Regions from separate parts of the Gossypium arboreum genome. Here region 1 is linked to region 2. A link is a contact called in public Hi-C data. All regions are on one chromosome and are shown on one strand. The core of a region is the stretch at or near the end of the contact, and the rest is flanking DNA. Distances in the headings are between cores, read along the strand shown.

Region 1 (6,356 bases), core at 632-3,131, 140 kb after region 2:
AGATCATCACAAGATGTTTTTGATCAGTTAACGTGCAGTGCAACATTATGACTCAGAAAAAGCTAATCTTGGTGCATTTCCATGGTGTACCGACATTTTTCTGCACTCAAATTAATAGGCTGAGAACTCTACTCAACAAATATCTACTTTTTAAGTTTCCAAAAATGAAAACTAGCAGCAATACCAAAAATGATCCCAACAAGAGACCACTTAAAATAGACACCATCATAAAACATAACTGTACTTCAAATGGTTTCTCCAAATTCATCCTGCTGGGCCTGGCTGCTGCTTCAAATATGGGAAATGGAATTAAAATTCTCCCATCTCTTCTTAATATTAAATATTTACAAATAAGACCGTAGTTTTGGAGGCTTGTAATGAATTCGGATATCTCATAGATAAACTACTTACACAAGCATTTAAACTAAGAACCAAAAGGTGTTAAAAGAGTGTTCCATAACAAAGTGAAAGATGATCATATATCACAAACTCCAAAGATTGTCTTTTTCTTTTTGGTCATCACAATTCCACCTTTTTCAGTTAGTATCGGTTGATAGGCTGTGTCTGATCCATCACAGCCATCCTCTCTGAAACATCGGCTAACGATTTCAGGTTACATCGGATCAAAGCTTCCACGAAGTAACAAGTTTCGTCCGTGGTGTTCCCTTCCGGCACATCCACGACGAACGATTCGATCACCATTGTACCTGGCCTTCCTTCAATTACCTCGGGATGCACCGTCATGATCGAAGAATAATTCTGCAGTCAACAAAATGAGTACCGTGACACAGAAAACAAGTGTTAAGGAAGAAAGAAATGTTAGTATTTTGTACCCTGAGACGGTGGTCGCCGCCGACGATTTTGATGCCTAAAATGTGTTCTTCGTCATCGAGAAGTACCAACCGTTCGGTGCTGGTGGTGGCCGGAAGTCCGGACTTGACGTTGACCTCTCTAACACTGCCGATCCCGAGGTCCCCTTTCATTATACACCTGCTGACGAAGGGCTTGTACTTTTGAGGCTGGTCAAATCGCCTTACCAATGACCATACCTATCCATGGTTAAAGAAAACAGAAACAGAACAACAAACCCATCGTTAAAATCAGACTTTTACGAACCAACGAGTTAACAGAAATTCATAATCTTGGCTAAAATAGTCTGGGTTCTTTTTTTTTTTTCTTTTTTATCCGTGAAAAAAATAGAATAAGGCAGAGATAATACATCATACTAGTAGGTTTACTTTTCTTTTTTCTTTTTTTTTTTTGGGGGGTTAAATTTCGACCAAGAACACAGATTTGATTTGATTTTGGGTAACAAACCAAAGAGAATAGATTTGGGTTTCAGCAGATCCATAGGAGAGTAGAAAGAAAAACGTGTCAACGGCCTAAACGGCGGCGAGAAAAACGAACAAAATGGGGAAAAGGGGGGAAATTATAGAGGAGTCTCAAACTGAGGAACTTACGAGATGAACAGGAGCTTTGATGTGTTTAACAAGAGCAGAGGTGCACTGGTCGTCTCTGATGTTGTGCCTGTGATGTCTCTGTATGTACTGGGATTCCATCATACTGTGAGCATCATCACCGTTCATTTCTTCTACCTTTTGTCCCAAACTGATATATAAGGATAAAAACGAGTTGTGTTGTTTGCCTCTGTAAACAAATCAGAAGGTGAAAAATTAGAGGAGAGTAGCAAGAGAGAAGAAAAGCAAGAGACTTGGTGAGGATGTTAACAAAGGGAAGGGGGCCTTACTCTTTAGCCTTTTGCTTTTGGTTTAGGTTTTAGGCATTTGGTTGGGACCAGGCTCAGCCTCTTACTTTCCGTAATTAAATTAAGGTTTTTCTCTTTTCCTTCACTTGTCTATACCCTGTTACCTCTCCATTTTTGTAAAATAGCAAATATTTTGAGATACTTTTCTTATTTTATATTTAAATACATGTTAAAAATCATAAAAATAGAAATAAAAACATAAAAGATTTATATCAATTTTAGTAAATTTATTATATAATTAATTCACGTGAATGTTCCTTAATCTAGCATCATACACAAACATTTAATATCTTTTAACGTGACAGCTATTTTCTATTTTCGTACTTGGATAGTTTCATTGATCGACATATCAAAATCTTTTAAATTAAATTAACGTGAACTCCATTTTGAGAAATAAATAAATAAATAATTCTTATTATAAAAAATATTTCACAACCATTAAAAAATTAAAGTAATTAATTAAAATTTAAATATTTAAATATTTTACTATTATAATATTAGGGTAATTTATTAAAAAAGCCCATTTCAAAAGTATTTACGAAATAGGCCAATTTTTTATTATTTACCGAAAATGTCTGAATTTCAAAGCGCTTCACGTCGGTCAAGAAATCGGGGATGTGTCAATAAAACGCAGCGTCCTTGGGGGAGCATTTTGCCTCTTTTTTTAAGGTTAGATTTTTTGTGCTTGATTTGGGGTTTTAGGGTTTAAAGTTGGGGTTTTAAGGTTAATTAAATAAGGGGTTTATGGTTAATTAATTAAATTAACTATTAATTTTAAAAAATCAATTAAATTAGGGTTTAGGGTTTTAGGATTAATTAATTAAATTAGAGTTTAAGGTTTTAAGGTTTAGGGTTTTATTTTGTTTATGGATGCACTATCAGCAAAATAACTAAAAAAAGCTTCCACGTGGACATTCTTTTGCTACAGTAGTATGTGAAAAAATAATTTTGATAAGATGTTTCTGAACAAATAGTGTCCAAAACGCTTCAAGCAGGATGCACTGTTAGCAAAATTATTGAAAAAAACTCCCACGTGGACGCTCTTTTGCTATAGTAGTATATGGAAAAATAATTTTGAGAAGACGTTTTTGAACAAATGGTGTCCAAAATGCTTCAAGCATGATGCACTGTCAGCAAAATTACTGAAAAAAGCTCACATGTGGACGCTCTTTTGCTACAGTAGTTCCTATTTGGCCTTAGACTATAAATAAGTCAAATTTCATTCTTAGGTTGTATAAGTTACAGCAAGAGAAATTGAGGCTAAAGTAGAATAGAAACTGAAGATGAGTGAACGTATTAGTGTTGTTATTTACTATGATGTGAGGTCCGTGACACGGAGAACGGCGTTGTTTTTTTATCGAAGAGCATAACACGACTGTTTTTAACCAGGACATAGATTTGACAGAACTTCGTAAAAGAATTAGGCGTAAAATCTTCGGAACGACGCCAATGAAAGTTTTGTCTATTAAGTATCGATTTTGTGCTTCGGTTGATCCCGTGAGATATGACTCATTCGACATCAAAGGTCCTCGTAGCTTGGAGGCAATAGTGCAGACTCATATTGCTAGTGAATCACCCTATCTTGAGTTATATGTACAATTTTCATCACCAAATGATGTATTTGAGACTTCAACATCTACTGTTGTTCGAAAGGAATACACGACCCATGCCTGACACTCTGTTAATGGGTGGCAAAACACGAAAGCGCCCGTGTTTGGTAGTAGTATGGAATACACAACCCCTGCATGACACTCTGTTGGTGGATGGGACATGCACCTTGGTGGGTCGATGTTTGATACTGGAAATACGTACTGGGGAATGACATCAACTTTTAGTGGTTGGCAATCCACATCTGATTGGGGATGTTATGAAACGTCCACAAGAAGGGATGATGTACTCCCTACGACATCCACCAGCTAGGGGACCTCTTTCGTTGCAAATGATGGTAGGTCAGATAATGAGTCCGATATGGATCCACCTTAATAGCTCGGCCCCGATGGTGCAGAAGTTGCATTATTTTCTGAACCGGAGTCTGTTCCAACCATACCTGAAGATGTTAAAGGGGGTTCAAATGAAGAATAAGAAGATTCGCAATTCAGGGCGTACTCGCCTCCAGCCCACATGCATAATGTCGATCTATTTCAAGATGATACTTTGGAGTTTTCAGATCTACCACACAGAAGTAATAACCATACAAGTTCGTCATTAGATTCGGTTCAATTGGAAGTTTGTAAGGAGTTTTCCAATAAGGATAGTTTTCTTGGCATATTGAAACAATATAACATCATGAACGGGGTTAACTAAAACATGGTTAAATCTAAATACGATAAGTTTGAGGCCAAGTTTGCAACGCAAGACGATACATGTTCATAGAAAATCATGGACTCATTGAGGAAAAGGACAGGCTTGTGGGAGATAAAAAAGTACAAAGGTTCACATACATGTGTTGGCAGTACAGTATCATTAAGTGTTTAGGGTTTTTAAATAATACTGTTATTACGTAATGTTGTATTATTTAACGTACTTCATTGATAGGTGTTTCACAAGATCATCCCAAGATTGATTCAGATATGTTAGCTAGCTTAATACTACCAACAGTGAAGAAGGATCTAAGGACTTCAGTGCCGGTCTTAATTGCCAATATTCATAGCCAATTGAGGTATACGCCTTCTTACCGCAAGGTTTGGATAGCTAAGTAGCAGGCGTTGGAAAAGATGCATGGTAAATGGGATGCTTCATATAAGAAAGTGTGGCAGTGGTGTCAGGTGCTGGAGAGATTTGTCCCAGGTTGCATAACAGACCTTGAAACGACACCTGCGTACTACAACGACCGATTACTCCGTGGATACCAAGTGTTCAAGCGTCTGTTCTGGAGCTTTAAGCAATGCCGGGACGCATTTCTATACTACAAGCCATTGGTACAAATTAATGGTACCTTTATGTATGGTAGATATACTCATCGATTATTTTTAGCTGTGGCACAGGATGGTAGTGGGAGAATCCTTCCAATTGCGTTTGCAATAACATCTGGGGAGTCAGCTAATGACTGGGATTTCTTTCTTTCTAGGTTAAGGAGGCATGTCTGCCCCCAACCTGATATCTACATTATATCGAATCGGGGCACTAGAATATTAGCCATAGTTGAGCGACAGGGAAGCCAATGACATCGCACACACCATCAGTATTGCCTAAGGCACGTTGCGTCTAACTACTACAGACAATATCGATCTACAACTGAACGATGGCAAGTGACCAATATGGGTATTTAATCTCTATTAATATAATTTTGTTTGTAATATTCAATTTATTCTGAATGGAAGAGTGGTATGTAATTTTCACTATCAACTTATATTGGCAGGGTATGAGATAAGTAAGGACCGATTTCATGAGATGTTAGTAGTTTTGAGTTCAGTTAACGAAGAAGGTGCAGACTACCTCTGTAACATACCTATCGAACAGTGGACATAAGCATACGACGTCGGCCTACGAGAGACTGAATGCATAAATTCTGTTATAAAAAGAACACTCATTTGCCAATAACATCGATTGTGCGAGAGATATATTTTTGTTTAGCGACGCTATTTCCAAAGCGAGCTGCGAGTTATAAAAGGCAATTACAGGGAGGCCATGCATAGTGTACGAAGGTATTGTAAGAAAGTAACAAGGCAAAGGCATGGGCCAACACCATGCACACAGTATGTCACGATCGCAACAACCTATGGTTTCGTGTGATGGAGTTTGACAGACCGAACCAATGTATTATAAATATCGTGTACACTTGAGAAATAGGACCTACGACTGTGGGACGTTGACGCACTACGTTATCCATGCGCTCATGTAATTGCAGTTTGTCAAAATCTTCATCTGAATCTCATGAGCTGTGTAGACGAAGTGTACAAAATAGAATACATGTACAACGTATGGAGACACGTATTCCTACCGATCCCAGATAAATGTAAGTGACCATCTGTATCACTTGCTTCATTTAAGCTATTACCAAATAGAGAATTACGTCGCAAACCAAAGGGTCGACCTTGCTTGACTAGAATACGTAACAATATGGATATCCGAGAAACAACAAACCAACAGAAGTTGTACGGATGGTGTAGGAACCTAGGCCATACAACTCGATCATGTCCAAATCGGAATAGCTGATAGTTGTTGTAATAAAATTATGTTGCATTATTTATATTTTATTAAAAATATAAAAAATATTAAAAATATTGTCTTATTCAAAAGAACATTTATTTTATTAAAATTATAAACAGTAAATTACAATGAAAATATTAAAAATAACTTTTATTTTATTAAATAAAATAATATAAAAAAACTTTGTAAAAATATATTAAAAAAATCAATGTTGGTGCTGGTCAGAATCAGTGCCATATGGGGGTCGTCGTCGGTTACACATTGGATTCCTCATTGGTTCAGCTTTCGGCAGGGGTTGTGGTTGCTCTAGTGAGGATTGTGGTTCCTTCGATATGGGATCTGGTTGTGGGTGTTGGGAGGATGACCCACATTAATAGAATAATGAATATAGAGGTGTTTGCATCACCCATGGCGGAGGTGTTTGAATCCTATAAGACGATGG
Region 2 (6,495 bases), core at 648-3,147:
GTGTGTATATATATATAATCAGAGGTACTGTACTAAAAGGACTCAAAAACCTAACCTCTGAAAAAGCCAAAAGGCCTAACCCTGCAGCTGCAGCAATCCCTACAGTAACAGAAAGGCCATCTGATCCCCCCTGCAGATTATCACAACCATTTATCATATAGAAGAAAACTAATAAGAAAGGCTGAAGAACTTTCCAACAAAATCAATTCAAGATATAGAAAAGTCTCTCTATGACATCAAAATCTTAGAAGTGAATAAGCAATTAGGAGATGAAGATAGGTACTCCGAAGGCCTCGGCGAACGCTTCTGTCAAATTGCTAAGGTCAAGACCTTTCTTTGGTTGTATCCAGGGAAGACCACTGTTCTGCAAAATTGAAACCAGTCTCAAAAGATGCAATTGCTAAATTTAGAAAAAATGGAGAAAGAAACAAAAAAAATTGATTTAGAACAGCACATACCACCCATCCCCGTGGTCCTTCAGCACCATCTTTGACTGCATAAGCAGCTTTGAATCCATTTGCAGTGACCAACTCCGCAACCAGTTCAGAATTCCCATCAAATCTGGCTTTCAACACAAATTTAAAGCAATATTAGAAGATGAATCAAATGAAAGTTCTAGTTTCATCTTCCCTACAAACAAAATGCATATAGTTACAAATAAAATATTTGTCAGCCAATGCTTACATATGTTTAAAGACACATTTTAACAGTTAAGAACGTATAGACTATCAATTTAGAAACCTTCAACCCTTGGAACAAAATGCAGTTAATTTATGGGTTAGGAACTCAGGATCAATTAAGAAAGAGGTAATGGCCATATTCTATTGTGTAGCTTAAGGCCAATGAGCCTCCATATAGGCATATTCAGTTCTACATTCTTCCTCCACAACCAACACACAAACCATTTAATCTCAGATACAGTGATACAATCATCATTAAGAGTGGATAAGGTTTCATAGACAATGCTGGGAATTCATATATGAACAAATATATACGAGGCATAGGGTTTTAAGAAGCTTACTTGTCCATAATGAATAAGGTAGTATTTTCAGGTTCCTTGAATTTCAAAGACAGTTTTGTCAAGAACACTGGTTTATCTTCACCATTGTAGGCAATTGACACCGGTTTCTTCCTAAATCCCTTAATGTCAGGGCTACCAACATCTCTAGACTCCTTGAGAGGCCTTATGTCCAGCAACTGAGCAGTGGCATCGTCACCTAGCTTGGCGTAAGCACTCCTTGCAGATTCAACTCCCCATGGCTTTGGATTCTTTAACAGCTGAGACAAAATCAAAGGAACTGCTAAAGCAACGGTGCCACCAGCTACAACCGTGGGATTCTCAGTTGCAAAACTGACGACGGTATCAAGGATCCCATTTGGGTCAAAATCAACAGACGAGGAGGATCCCGTCGTCTGCTGTAGGGCTTCCTCGTATGACAAGGCTTTAGCGAATCCATTGGGGAGAAGTGATGACAGTAGCAGTAAACCACCATGCAAGGTTCTTGACAAACACTGGTGCAAAGCTGGTTGGGTCTTAATAAAAGCTGGGGAGTTGGGTAGTTTGAGTGGTGAAGCAATGGGGAGCAATGGTGCTTTTCTGGCCTCGGTTCTTGTCTCAGAAAGAACCGAGAGAGGTGTCAAACTTGGAGTTGCTGCATTGAGGGTCCTCATTTGCATAATTTTTATGCAAAGAGATGGGTGTCAAATGTATGATGGAAAGGCTTGAACCATCAACAATGGAGGATTTTTGTTGGAATTGATTGGATGACAACAAGGCTCAGAGACCCTTAGCTTTGGAAGGTGCACTTTGAATGATGAAATGGTGGTGAGGTGGAATGAGTTATGAGATCTCTGCCAGTCATTGCATGACACGTTGGAAGTGAGATGAGAGGCTTTTTGATCATGTCTTTAGGACTGTTCCTCATCTCAACTCATTTGTGTGGCTAATAATTGTCTGCACAAATTCAATAGTGCATCTAAACTATAGTACCTTCCTTTTAATACAGCAAAAACGTTACACTACATTATCTTTTAATTTACCATTTAATTTGGTATTTTAGTTTGAATTTTTTTATTGTAATATACGATTTTTATATTTGACAAAATTATATATATTTAGGTACATGAAAGTATCAATATTAATTTTTAATTTTTAATTCAAGTTTTGGAATTGATTTTATAAAATTATTAGCTAATAATATTAGCAATTAACTTTCATCATATCAACCCTAAACCTGAATTAATTCACATTAATTAGATTATATTTGACAAATTAAATGGAAAATTAAATAAATTCACAATTAACACTACATTTATTCTATTAACAAAATCATAAAAATTCAAACATAATACTATTAGCAATTAACTTTCATTAAATGAATCCTAAAATCCAAATAAAAAGTTAGCATTGTAATCTTTGGGTATAAAAAATATAACTTTTGTCAAATATAGATATCAAATTAGACCAAAAAACAACCCAGGTACCACATTAAAAAAATATATCAAATTCAAGTACCAAATGATATATTAAACCTTAGAAAAAGAGATAAAGTCATTATTTTGATAATTTTCCTCTACTTAGTCTTTGAATTATTTTCGTTAATCCTCAAACTTAACAACTTTTTCAGTTTTATTCATTTGAGACATTTGATATTGTATCATCATATTATCGCTTAAAAATTATAATTTTATAAAATATTTAAATGATGATGTGATGCAATATTAGAGTGTCGTATCATTACATAAATCAAAATTAAAAAAAAAAAACATTGTCAGTTAAAGCTAAATTTTTTTTTCAGATGCTAAATCTTACCTAAGTTAAAAGTGCTAACAAAAGTTTAGGGTGTGAAACATGACACTCAACTTGGACCAAGTCTATCAAATTTTGCTCATGAATTAAGATGGGGATCTTGCGCTACCATCATGTGAGCTTGCGCCAAGCCTGGGCTTGCTTCCTCCGATCAAGCTTTTGCATCAACAATGTTATATATATATAGTATTTTAATTTATCGTTTAGGGTTTTTCAATATATTTTTCTTCTATATAAGATTATACCATATTTTAGTATATCATTTCGATTTTATTTGTAAAACACGACAATACTGGTCTCTTTGATTTCATTTGCTTTTTCGCAAGAATGGCATACTCCTATACTTTAAATTGATAGCCCTCCAGAACCATTTAACATTATTTATAGCGTGTCCCGCAATCATATTGCTTTTGTAAGGAAATATAACCTAACTATACATATTATACCTTCATATTGGAGGGAATCATTTCAGAAAATAAAAACAAGCGAGGAAGAGGATTTGATTGGTGTTGTTTTCCGCCCAAGATAGCGGCAGTAAATGGGGGACCACGATGATTCACAGCGGCAATGGATGAAAGGAAGAAAAAGGTTAAAGGGGTAAAAGAGAGGTTCTTTTTTGTGGCATTATTGGCCGTAGTGGACCATCGACGGCGGCTGAAAGAGCAGCGGTCTCTAAGGTTTCTTGGGAAGGGAAAAAAAAGGCTAAATTAGGCAAAAATGTCAATTTTAAAAATTAATTAAGTGATTAGGCCAATTTGTAACATATTTACCAGAATAGGCCAGTCTTGGAGAAAGGGGGAAATACGTCCAACTGGATGCTTTTTCACCCAACGGTAACCTCCCCCAACGGTCCAATTGCCAATGACCATAAAAAACGACTAGTTTTTATTTCTATATAAACCCAAATATTTTCCTCATGTTTTCATTCAAATCCATTTCTGTCAATTCTCTTAATTCTCTCAAATCTTTCAAGAATTTAATTCTAAAATTTTAATTAAAATTCTCTTAAGTTCTTGATTTAATTCTGTTTTTTATTCATTTTAATTTAGTTTTGGAATGACAAATACTCTTATTCGTTTCGATGAAAACCACATTTTCGCGATTCAACTGTAAATGGTAAGAAAATATTTTTAATTTTTATAATTTTATTTAAGTTCATTATTAAGTTTTTAAAAAGATTAAATTTTATTTATTTTTTGTATTTTTTATAATCACGCCGAAGATTTTATTTTGGAGACGTATATGCAAAATCTATCTACAAGATTGTCGCATATGATTGAACCCTATTTGGAAGTTGTGGGATTCTTGCACGTGTCTCGTATGTGAGATTTTGACAAGTTATTCTGATAAATTGAAAGTTTTAACATAAGCTTATATGCCTATTTGAATTGGATGAATGGTCTGAAAGTTTCTTAGATCTTTATTGTGGTGGTGCCAATGTGGCATATTGGTTAGGTATTTAGGGAGGAGTTACAAGTTGTATTTTTGGCATGGAAAGTGTATGTTTGAACAAGTATTTGTGTTGGCTAAATGTGCATTTTAGGTCCCTTTGAATAGGTTAATTGAGCTATGCATGTAGTGACTTATTTTTGCACCACACAGTTTGAGACACGGCCATGTGTCACACACAGGCTAGTGACACGGTCGTGTGCTCTTTAGAAATTAAGAAGTATATGTATCACACGGTTTCAGTCTGTCACATGGCCGTGTGATTTTTTATCAAATTTGAAATTTGATCCACACGTGTTTAGTGAGTTACACAACCTGGACACACAACCATGTGACCCCTATGTTGCATAATTTCCTTTATCTTTTTAAAATATTACGATTTGATCCCTATGTGTTTTCGGGCCAATTTTTGAGCTTTCGTAAGCTTATTTAAGGCTCATATTTAATTGTATTTCATAATATTTGAATGTTTTATGACATGATTGATTATGGAAAGGTTTTATTTATGATATAATTGATCTATAATTTCAAAAATGTTGCAAATTAGTCCTAGTTAATTTTTAGGTTGGTACTAGTGAATACATAAGCTTGTATAAGGCCTGAGAAAGATTTATATTGGGTGATTATGCATTGAAATGATTTTGATTGTATGATTCATGTATAATTTGAATGTTAATTGTGTATTTATGAATAAATTCCATGATTATTTAAAATAATTGATGTGAGTTGAATGTGTTTTGTTTCGGCTTTAACTGTAGCACTCTGTAGCTCAGGTCTTGCAACCAAACAGATAAGGGGTTTTACATTTAGTGGTATCAAAGCTACGGTTTATTCGATTCTAGGAATGAACAGAGCCTGTGTTGAATCTTGAAATACATGGCTCATTAATCTGGGATAGTGTGATGTAGTATGATTCGACCTAACTGTTAGCTGAGTTTAAATTATGTAGTATCAAATGAGGTAAATGGTAATGTTTTCGCTTCCAACAAGGAGCTAGTTATAGTGTGTCATTCCGCAGAGGTCGGATAGTGAAACAAGAGGTTTTTTCTTTTAAAAGATAAACTAACAATTCTTAGAGTTATGCGAGCTAATTTTGTGGCTCCACGTCCTCCACCACTGATGGTACCTTCCAAAGCATTCTTTTGTCCTCAAAATCTGGTAAGTTATCTAGTTAATAAGATTTTGAAACATGGAGCTGAATAATTCAGGGATGAAACTGATAATGATCCTACTAGAATTGAATATTGTTAGAAAATACTCAGCAAGTTTTGATGAATTAGTATGTTCTTCAGAAGACAGTCTAAAGAACTATGTCACTTTGAAAGGTGAAGCTTATCATAGATTAATAACTTTGACAACGGGATTTCCTAAATATCAAGTAAATTGTAAAATCTTCCAATTAGAGTTCAAGAAGATATACACATCTGACTGTACCTAGTAAAGAGGCACAGAGCATTTCTAGAGCTAAAACAGATAATTGTGTCTGTAATAGAGAATGAACAAGAATTTATCGGACTTGGTAAATATAACAGAGATATAGTACCAATAGAAGCTAAAATGTGGACTCGTTTTATTTGAGGTCTAATTGAAGACGTACAAATGTTAATTGAGGGCTCTGAAATTGAAAAAGTTCGTAATTTTATCTAAACGATAATAGAAAATGGAAGACGTATACAATGAAAGGAAATAGACCAAGTCAAGACTCCGTGGTTCTAGTAAATAGAGTACAATTAGATCATTTTTGAATCCTCCATCGAAGAAAAAAAAAGTTTATAGTTGTTTCGCTTATGCGGCAGGATTTTCATGAAAAGCTAAGTTGATATCAAGTAACTTGAGATCCCCGACTACATCAACAGCCAGTATTGGAAATGTTTCTAAAATGGATAGATCAGTTTGTATTCATAGTGGAAAACTTATTGAGGTGAGTGTTGACTACATAATGAGGCTCGTATTTATATGGTTTTAAGGAACATTGGAAACGAGATTGTTTGAATTGCACAGACTGAAACTAGAAACAAAGTATTAAATTTGTGACCACTCATCAAAAAAGTAGACGATCGAGAATATAACAGTAGCATAGAGAACAGTAAAATGAAGATTAAATATACGATTATCAGATCTAAAGCTCAGGCTACTGCCAGAGCTTGTGTTATTCGAGCTCGTGGGGAGGTTTCTATTACTGGTATTATTATCGGTACATTTCCTTAAAAATATGATATCATTCTTGATATATATTG

What was found. A called contact is a pair of places that touch in the nucleus more often than the background predicts.
Region 1: a Hi-C map of leaf shows a contact between it and region 2, with 4 times the contacts expected there. The contact joins the promoter of LOC108467975 here to the promoter of LOC108467617 in region 2. A contact is called at or near these places in 3 of 5 Hi-C or Micro-C datasets (all in leaf).

What each region holds. Positions count from the first base shown.
Region 1 is chr8:26,733,655-26,740,010 of ASM2569848v2, forward strand. It overlaps LOC108467975 (abscisic acid receptor PYL9-like), which reads right to left and starts at 1,882. Exons shown (of 4, transcript XM_017768813.2): 1 at 1,748-1,882; 2 at 1,461-1,647; 3 at 834-1,049; 4 at 287-759. The coding sequence starts at 1,586. The coding sequence ends at 541.
Region 2 is chr8:26,591,870-26,598,364 of ASM2569848v2, forward strand. LOC108467617 (rhodanese-like domain-containing protein 4, chloroplastic) reads right to left here and starts at 1,898. Exons shown (of 9, transcript XM_017768323.2): 1 at 1,022-1,898; 2 at 459-561; 3 at 284-364; 4 at 56-130. The coding sequence starts at 1,677.